2 separate regions of the Mus musculus genome follow, and region 1 is linked to region 2. A link is a contact called in public HiChIP or PLAC-seq data. All regions are on one chromosome and are shown on one strand. The core of a region is the stretch at or near the end of the contact, and the rest is flanking DNA. Distances in the headings are between cores, read along the strand shown.

Region 1 (4,160 bases), core at 285-2,784, 470 kb before region 2:
GGGAAAGGGAGGGAGAAGGAGAGGGAGGGAGGGAGGGAGGGAGCTAAGTGGGGTTTCCAATCCCACCCTTCAGGGACTGGATAGCTCAGGGTCTGGGTGGGTGGGAAAGACCCTGGCAGTCCGTGATGATGAGAGGGCACAGATGGTCTTAACTGGAAATAGTAATGCTTTCATTAATCATGGCTAGATTGATACTCCAAATTCCTTCCTGCTTGTCATCCTCTTCCGGTCCCTTCTTGCACTCTGGGCTCCTTCTGCCATGCTTTTGGGAGGTTGGAGTTGGGGGTGAACCTTTTCCGGGAATCTGTAGCTGCACCCCAGCTCACCCCCCTCACCCCACTTCCCCCCTCCTCAGTGGGCTCGAAGGAAAGACCGCTGACTTTGCAACCCACAGGCCCAGAATGTCCCCATCTATGGCACGCTGTTATGCTTCGAGGACACAGGACTATGAACTCGAAATTGTCTCGCCTTTGTCTCCTCCTGGCAGGTCTTTAGAGCTCGGGGAAACAGTGGAGCGGTACAAATCGCAGTGGCGTGGTAAAGCCCCCCTTACTCCTGATGGGCCTGCCTGACTCATATCCGTTTCCCTGGCAAAAAATAAGTTTTTGTTATTGCTGGCTTGGCAGAAGCACGGAAGAGTGCGCGAGGATCTACTGCCCCATGCATCACTGGCCAAATTGCCTGAGAAATCCCAGCTCCAGAACTTTTCATCGTTGGCTGTGATGTACTGAGCAGAACGGCAGCTCCATTTCCCCAGCGTGGCTCAGCGACGCTGGCACTTAGCAGATCCGCTCTGCTTGCAACTCCCAGCAAATATGGCCTTTCCTCTCCCTTCCCCTCCCCGTGGCCCTTTTTGCCCCTCACCCTTTATCTTTCCCATCCCCCTGTCTGCTCATCAACCCCCTCCCTGCTTCTACCCAACAGAGCCATAGCTGGAGAATCAGGAGGAGGCCCACAATGTCATTTCCCCATCACTCTGCAGACGATTCCACACTAATGTTCTTTTAATGCTGTGATGCTGCACTAATTAATAAGCATCCTGCACAGAGGCCTCGCTCAACTCTCCTCCCCTCTCCTCCTCTCCCCTCCCCGCCCTTCCCCAGCAGCCAAGGAGAAGGCCTCCTGCCTGACATCCTGGCAGGCTGGCAGCAGAGAAAGGATTTCACTCCTCTACCTGAGCTGCCTGATATTGCTATGAGAGATAACTGTATACGAACCAATAATCTAGCCTGACAATCCAATTTACTGACCAATAGCGCACAATCCACCATGTCATCGGCCGTGGGGAGGCCCATAAATTAGTTCCTAGTAATTTATTCTGATCAATAGAATGGGCAAAGTCACTTGTCTCTTTAATCAAAGGCCTCAGAGATGTCAGTGCGGGCTGCTGTGTGGGAGGGAGCCAGGGGGCCGTGGGTTCTTGGCACCACACCCCTCACCCCTAGCTCCCAGAGCCCGGCAGAAAGCCTCTAAATAGGGATGGTATGGGAGCTATCTGTGGTCCGGGCTGCCTATCTCAAGCAGAAACATGCTCTTCAAAGAAGCCAAGGGCAGGGGTGACCCAGATTGTGGTAAACAAGAGTTGTGCTGACTCAAAGGACATCATATCTCTTTGGAATGTTTAGAATCTTCCTCCCTATCACAGGAAGCCCCCAGTCCTTGTACTGGCTGTAAAGAGAAGATTCCCAGGCCGTGGGAATGTGCCTTTCCAAAGCCTGCTATGTAGATATTTTCCCACCAGGCCTTTGGAGGCTTAGCAGGACAGAAAACGAACTCTGAACTTCAGTCTTTCTCTGGGGCACTTTGCATCGAGAGAGGAAATCCACAGAACACAAGTTATCTGCCTTATCTGGCCCTAAGAGAGGTCGAGGTTCACACTCCAGCCCCAGGATGTCACACATTCTTGAGAGGGCTATTACCTGAGACATTCTTACTTGCCTGTTAGAGCAACAGCTTTCAGCGCCCACCCCCCCTCTTGGATAGCTCATGCTGTCATCAGCCAGGAGCCTCAAGCCCCCTCCCCCCCATTCTTTCATGTGAGGTCTAAAAATTTCACAAAGGCATGGGGGAGGGGGAGCACTCTTGTGAAATCTGATCAGTAGGGAGGCTGAGACAGGAGGATTGAGATTAAATATTAATTTATAAAGTAATTCTATATCATTTGATTAAGTTACTAAAGCCTCGTACTCTTCTGAAGTAGATACTGTTATTAGTCCCACTGAGTCAGAGTGTAAACAGCTTGCCCCAGGCCTCACAGCTAGGATCTGGTTGAGCAGGAACTGAAAGCCAAACCCTCTGGCTCTTATCCATCAGGCTAACGTGGAGGCAGAGGGAATTTCCCTCACCCCATCTCTGCAGGGTCAATATTTTAGTCTAGGAAGCAAACTGACAATAAACACCCACGGAAGAGATGCAAATGTATTCCAGGCACAAGAACAAGAGGCAAAGAGAATCTAAGGTTAAAAGAGGGGGCCAGATTGGGTTGGGGAGACTGATGGTTTCAAATATGCAGAACCCACAGGAAAAAAGCCACCCATAGCACCGATGCAACCCCAGCACCCCAGGTATGTGTATGGGGAAGAAACAGGAAGATTGCGGAGGTGTGCTTGTGTGAGCGATTGCCTGCGAGGATGACCATGCACCATGTTCCTGCCTGCGGAGAGCAGCTGAAGACTCTGAAGCAGGTGAAGACATCCAACCCAGAGGCATCAGAGCCCCTGAAATTGAACTACATTTGTGGGTGCTGCAAATTGAACCCTGCAAAAGTAGAAAGCACTCTCCTCTCCTGAGGTAGCTCTCCAGGCCCTCACTGGGGCTTTCTGGCCCCCAGCCCAGCAGTTAGTCTCAGTGAGAGAGAGAGATCCTGTCTCAGGGAGTAAGTTAGAGAGTGATAGAATAGGAGGCCTGTCATTGTCCTCTGTCCCCAGCCCCCTTCACAGGCCCACACACACTGAGTTCCAGGGGACAGAATGGTTTGATGCACACATACTAGTTATTTCTGCCATGGGGCCAGGGTTGGCCTGGGACTTCCTAGGTAGTTTAAGGCATACCTTGAACTCCTGACACTCCTGCCTCTGCCTCCTATATGATAGTATTACAGACATGTGCCACCATGCCCAGCTTACATTTACATAAAATATAATTAGCAAATGAATCCGTAATATGCTTAGAAGAATACTGACACAGAGTAAAGGTTATTTGAAGTGTTTTTGGTATAAACACATTCACAGCGATCAAGGGACAACATTACTGGGACTCTCTGAAGATACAGCAAGTCCTTGAGATGCTCTGCCTCCCCTTCACTCCTTGTCCTCCAAATAGATAAAGAATGGTCAGCCTCTGCTATCTCCCTGGAGTAGAAGAGAAAGTTCAAATGCTTCTCCCAACGTGTATTCCCTCTTCCAGGCCCTGGGGGAGCGCCAGTGCATTGGCCTTGGGGAAAGAGACCAATCTTGCTCTAGAGAGAACAAGCTTGTCCTCCTTGGTGGGAGGGAAGGTCAGCCTGGGGGCTGTGGTGGCTGCAGCGACTTGGCGAAGGACACCATACTCTTTGACATAAGCGGGATGTAGAAGATAGCAGAGTTTTGTAAAGAACCAGGAGTCAAAGGCTGGTTACCTTGGGTCCCCCTTCTAGCTCTGCCACTGACTATGGGACCTTGGCCAAGTCACTTCAGGTCTGACCTTGGTTCTGTATTTGAGGCAGAAAAGAATGGGGGACAAAGACCTTACAAGTCTCCCACCTGACATTGTGGAGTTCTGTGTGAGGCTGTGCAGATCTTTTAGGTTTTCCCTGAGCCTCCTCTATCCTGCCCCACTCCCCGCACCGTAACATCAGCAATACAGGGAAAGCCAGGATGTGTCAGACTATTATAGTCACCAAGTGCAACAGATATCATTTCTGAAACTGGAGTATGGGGAAAACCAATTGCCTTAGGACAGAGGTCCTCTTCTCTTCTCTTCTCTTCTCTTCTCTTCTCTTCTCTTCTCTTCTCTTCTCTTCTCTTCTCTCTCGCTCTCTCGCTTTCTCTTTTTGAGACAGGGTTTGTGTTTCTCTGTGTAGCTCTGGGTATCCTGAACTTGCTCTGTAGACCAGGATGCCTCTGCCTCTGCCTCCTGAGAACTGGGATTAAAGGCGTGCTTCACTACGGCTTGGCTCAGCT
Region 2 (4,398 bases), core at 1,316-3,815:
CTTTTGAAGGACCAAAAAAGAGAAAAAAACCAAACAAACATTGTAATATTTAAATTTTTTCATCCCTTTGGGACTCCATCATCTTTACTAAGAATTCATAATCTAGTTGAAGGGACAGGGCTCAGGGACACCAACAGAGAGTCAGTGACCAGGAAGGTGAGGGCTGGGGTGTTAGAGAGCCCCAACATAGCTGAGACTCTGAATGCACAAAATGCATTGAAGGCTCTGAGTTCCCTGAAGATTTGCTTGAGAGAAGACAAAGGCAGAGAGAAAGAAAAGGGAGGGCACCAGGGAACTCACAGAGTATTGTTTTAGTAATTGTAGGAACCTTCAGAACACAGTCTTCTCAGGCCAAGGAGATGGCAGATAGAGAGAGCTTTGCCACAACAGCACAAACGACAGAGTTCAGATCCCCACAACTCATATAAAGTCAGATGTGACAGCACACGTATGTAATCCCAGCGCATCTGTCATGAGGGGAGGCTGACAGGAGAATCCTGGAAAGCTCAGGGGCCAGGTAGCCTGGTGGTCACAGGGATGCACAGCGAGAGATACGGCCTTAAAAGCACGTTGGGAAGCAAGGAGCAACACCCAAGGCTGTCCTCTGACTCCCACATGTGAGCCCACGCTAACTGAACACACACACATCTGGACATGTATGTACATGTATAAAAAGGGAAAACTGATAGATATTGTCTCAGAAGTAGTTTTTGTTGATTTTTAAATTTGTGGGCACGTGCTTTAATTCTCAAGGTAGAGTTAAGTAATAATAATGATTTTGAGATTTATAAAGAGCCCAGTTCAGAGGAGATAGCATCTTTGCATGGTTACAAGTTTCAGATCAATCCTTGCCCTGCCCTGTGGCTGCCTGCAGTGTGGTTGCGGTGTCAGTTGTGAGGGGAAGAGAGCATGCTCATTCGCCATTGCCATCAGACGTTGCGCTAAATGTATAGCACAATCCTGACGGGCTGTTTCGCCTTTCACAATAGTCTTATCGGGTATGAAGGGCTAAGAGATGCTCGAACTCCCTCACATCACACAGCGGACAACTGGAGTGCCAGGCCTTGAAGCCTGCCTTGAAGCCAGGCAGGCTGAATTCATTCAGAGCCCAGGTATTTAACCAACATGCCATATACTAATCTGACTAAATTGATTCAGTGTCCTGATAGGGTATTTTGAAAGTAAGATATTCCAGCAGGGTATGGTAGTGCATGACCTTAATCCCATTGCCCAGCAGGTAGAGGCAGGAGGATCTCTCTAAGTTTGAGGCTAGCATAGTCTATATAATAAGTTCTAGGACAGCCAGGACTATGTAGAGAGAGACCCGGTCTCTGTCACCATAGTGATCAGGTATACTATCCACTGTGATGGTAAGCCATCATGGTCACTGTGGTGGTCAGTCATTGTCATTGAGGTTATCATTTGTAGTGTTCATTGTGATGGTCAGTCATGGTGGTCACTGTGGCGGTCATTGGCTGTGTCCACTGTATATGTAGACAGTACAAGTGATCTTGGTTTCCTCCTTTAAACTTTCCCAGGGATATTTACTGACCTAACACTCAGAAATAGAGCTTTAGCATATCCTGCCCAGGCCTATGCTTTGACCCCTTTGGGGCTTCTTTACAGCCCCCAGGACCAAGTTCAGTTTCATATCAGCCCACATGAGGCCCTGCAAGAATTCCAGCCTGTTCCTGGTCATCACTCTGCTGCTCCTGGCCTCTGCTCCGTCTTCAGATGCGCCATCACTAAACTTGGCTTTAGCACATGCTGGCCTCTCTTCCCAGAAACTTCCATTCTCTTCCTGTCCCTTTCAGGGCTACATTCTCCTTGTCCCTGCTCAGATGTCACTTCCTGTGCATGTCCTTATGGACCTTCCAAGTCTAGATACCACAGGAGTAATGACACAGGACACTGTGATAGTCAGGTCCCTTGGTACACTTATACCAATAAATGGCATTAAATTAATCTCAGCTGAGACAGGAGCCCGCACGGTGAGCACTCTGAAACTGCTGTCACACCGCATGCCAGGCCGAGTGAATGGCCCATAAAATGGCCACATAATCCTGTTGGATCAGGTGGATAGAGAGGGAGAAATCTGACACAAGGAAGTTAAGAAAGTTAGTCAGGCCGGGCAGTGGTGGCACTTGCCTTTAATCCCAGCACTTGGGAGGCAAAGCAGGTGGATCTCCAAGCTCAAGGCCAGCCTGGTCTACAGAGCAAGTTCCAGGGCATCCAGGGCTACACAGAGAAACCCTGCTTCAAAACAAACAAATGAACAAACAAACAAAAAGAGGGGGAGAAGGAGCAGGAGGAGGAGGAGGGGGAGGGGAGGGGAAGGGGAGGAGGAGAAGGAGGAGGGGGAGGGGGAGGAGGGGGAGGGGAAGGGGAGGAGGAGCAGGAGGAGGAGGGGGAGGGGAGGGGAGGGGAAGGGGAGGAGGAGAAGGAGGAGGGGGAGGAGGAAGAGCAGGAGGGGGAGGAGCAACTTGTTCACTGCCTCAGATAGTAAATGGTCGGTTGTAGTATCTACACCTGAATCTGCAAATTCCTAGCCCAACCCTTTGGCCTCTGGTCACCATGTTGTAATGACTTTTTTTTTTTTTTGAGACAGACTAGAAATTATTTAGTTTGGAGAATAATGATCTGAAGGATGTCCTTTGGAAGTTGATGACTTAACAGAAGAAAGTTCTAGGTGCCTCAGAGGAGTGGGCACCGACACTCCCCAGGACAGAGCTGGTGAGATCCTGACAAAGCCTCCAGGAGGATAGAGTCCATCTGTAAGGAAAGACTGACTGGGGTGGCTGCAGTGGATTGAATACGAATGGCCCCCAGAGGCTCAGATTTGAATGCTTAGTCATCAAGGAGTGGCCCTACCTGAGAGGAGTTAGGCTGTGTGTCCTTGTTGAAGGAAGTGTCTCACTGCGGGTGTGATAAACTCTTGAAAAGCTTATTCCAAACCCTGTGCTATTCTTGTTTCCAGCTGCCTGCGGATCTGGATGTAGTGTTAATCCTAGTGGGGAAACCCCCACCCAATTCCCAATTCGGCGTGCACCCAAAAAATCACGAAGGACCATCTCTTGATGTAATGACGGAGCTCCGGACCGACATGCATCCCACACAGGAGATAACGGATGTCGGCCACGAGGCTCGAAAGCTAGGGGTTTTTATGGGGTAAGGGGCTTAGGGGTGTGGAATTCAGCATAGTGACACACTATTGGCTTATTCAAACATTAACAGAAAGATTACAGGGCATCAGGACTTTGTTCCTGTGGGCTGGGGGCTTATCTTGTTCACATAGCAACCAGTTGATGTATGACTTTACCCGGCGTCAAGGGGCAGTAGACAGAGGGGAGGTTCTGGCCAGGTGGTGTTGACCCAGACAAGATAGCCCTGCTTGTACAATCAAGCTGTTCTTAGGACTGTCTTAACAACAGCCCTGTCTGTTCTGCTTTGTTCTCGGCCCCAGGTAGGGGCTCATAGACAACTCTTTTACATGAATCACAAGATACAAAATCTCATTTTCTTTCAGTAGAACTTGCTGTGGTCTAGGTCAAATGTTAAGGCCCTGTTCCCTGTCTAGCCTGCCACTTTGTGCTGTCACTAATATTATAAGGAAACTTTCTCCTGTGCTGTTAAGGCTGTTACTAGAATGTTCTGTGCTTTGGCGTTCTTGGAAACCAATCACAACAGAAGTCAGGATTGCTTTGTATAGTTAGTCACAATAAGCTTGGACCTGAACCAACCACCCAGCAGCACTTCCTGCACCTGTGTATAAGATTTTATTGTATTTGCGTTTATAAGCTGCCCCTGGGATAGACCACAACATAATAGAGACCCTTGCATTAATATAAAAAACTATTTGGGATAATAAGACTCCTGTTTTCAGTAAGGGTCAAGTAGAGTTAGAGTTCCCTAGAGCTCCCTGGGCACTGACATCCTACTTGGCAAAAAGAGACATGTATGTGGGTGCCTTAGTTATGGTTTTACTATGGTGGCAAGATACCATGACCAAGGCAACTCTTATAAGGACAACATTTAATTGAGGCTGGCTTACGGGTTCAGAGGTTCAGTTCATTATCACCAAGGTAGGAGCATGGCAGCATCCAGGCAGGCATGGTGCAGGAGGAGCTGAGAGATTTGCCTCTTCATCTCAAGGCCACTAGGAGAAGACTTAGTTCCCACATGGTTAGGAGAAGGTGGTTAGGGGTGGTTCTCATTGCCCACCCCCACAGTGACACACTTCCTCCAACAAGGCCACACCTCCTAATAGTGCCAGCCCCTAGGCCAAGCATATTCAAACCACCACATTGGGTAACTGAAATCCTGGTTGGTAAGTAAAGGCATGCATGTCCGACAAGTCCCATCCTGATTGACAAGTTAAGACACGAACATTAGACAAGG

What was found. HiChIP or PLAC-seq counts read pairs in DNA pulled down with a chosen protein or histone mark.
Region 1: an H3K27ac HiChIP or PLAC-seq map of extraembryonic endoderm stem cells shows a contact between it and region 2, with 5 times the contacts expected there. The contact joins two enhancer-like sites. A contact is called at or near these places in 4 of 484 Hi-C or Micro-C datasets (the Ba/F3 cell line, the N1E-115 cell line, nephron progenitors and 1 more), 4 of 115 datasets of contacts at active chromatin or transcription factors (embryonic stem cells, extraembryonic endoderm stem cells, pancreatic cancer cells and 1 more) and 1 of 9 other capture datasets (embryonic stem cells).

Annotation. Positions count from the first base shown.
Region 1 is chr19:44,897,000-44,901,159 of GRCm38.p6, reverse strand. No RefSeq gene overlaps it. Among named protein-coding and RNA genes, the nearest start is that of Slf2, 32 kb to the left of the region's middle. Within about 2 kb of position 1,534, at least 76 of the 459 cell types and tissues checked have an H3K27ac peak or open chromatin away from gene starts, as enhancers often do. A contact at or near this core is called in extraembryonic endoderm stem cells and trophoblast stem cells, where this site is marked.
Region 2 is chr19:44,426,023-44,430,420 of GRCm38.p6, reverse strand. No RefSeq gene overlaps it. Among named protein-coding and RNA genes, the nearest start is that of Scd1, 21 kb to the right of the region's middle. Within about 2 kb of position 2,565, at least 10 of the 459 cell types and tissues checked have an H3K27ac peak or open chromatin away from gene starts, as enhancers often do. A contact at or near this core is called in extraembryonic endoderm stem cells and trophoblast stem cells, where this site is marked.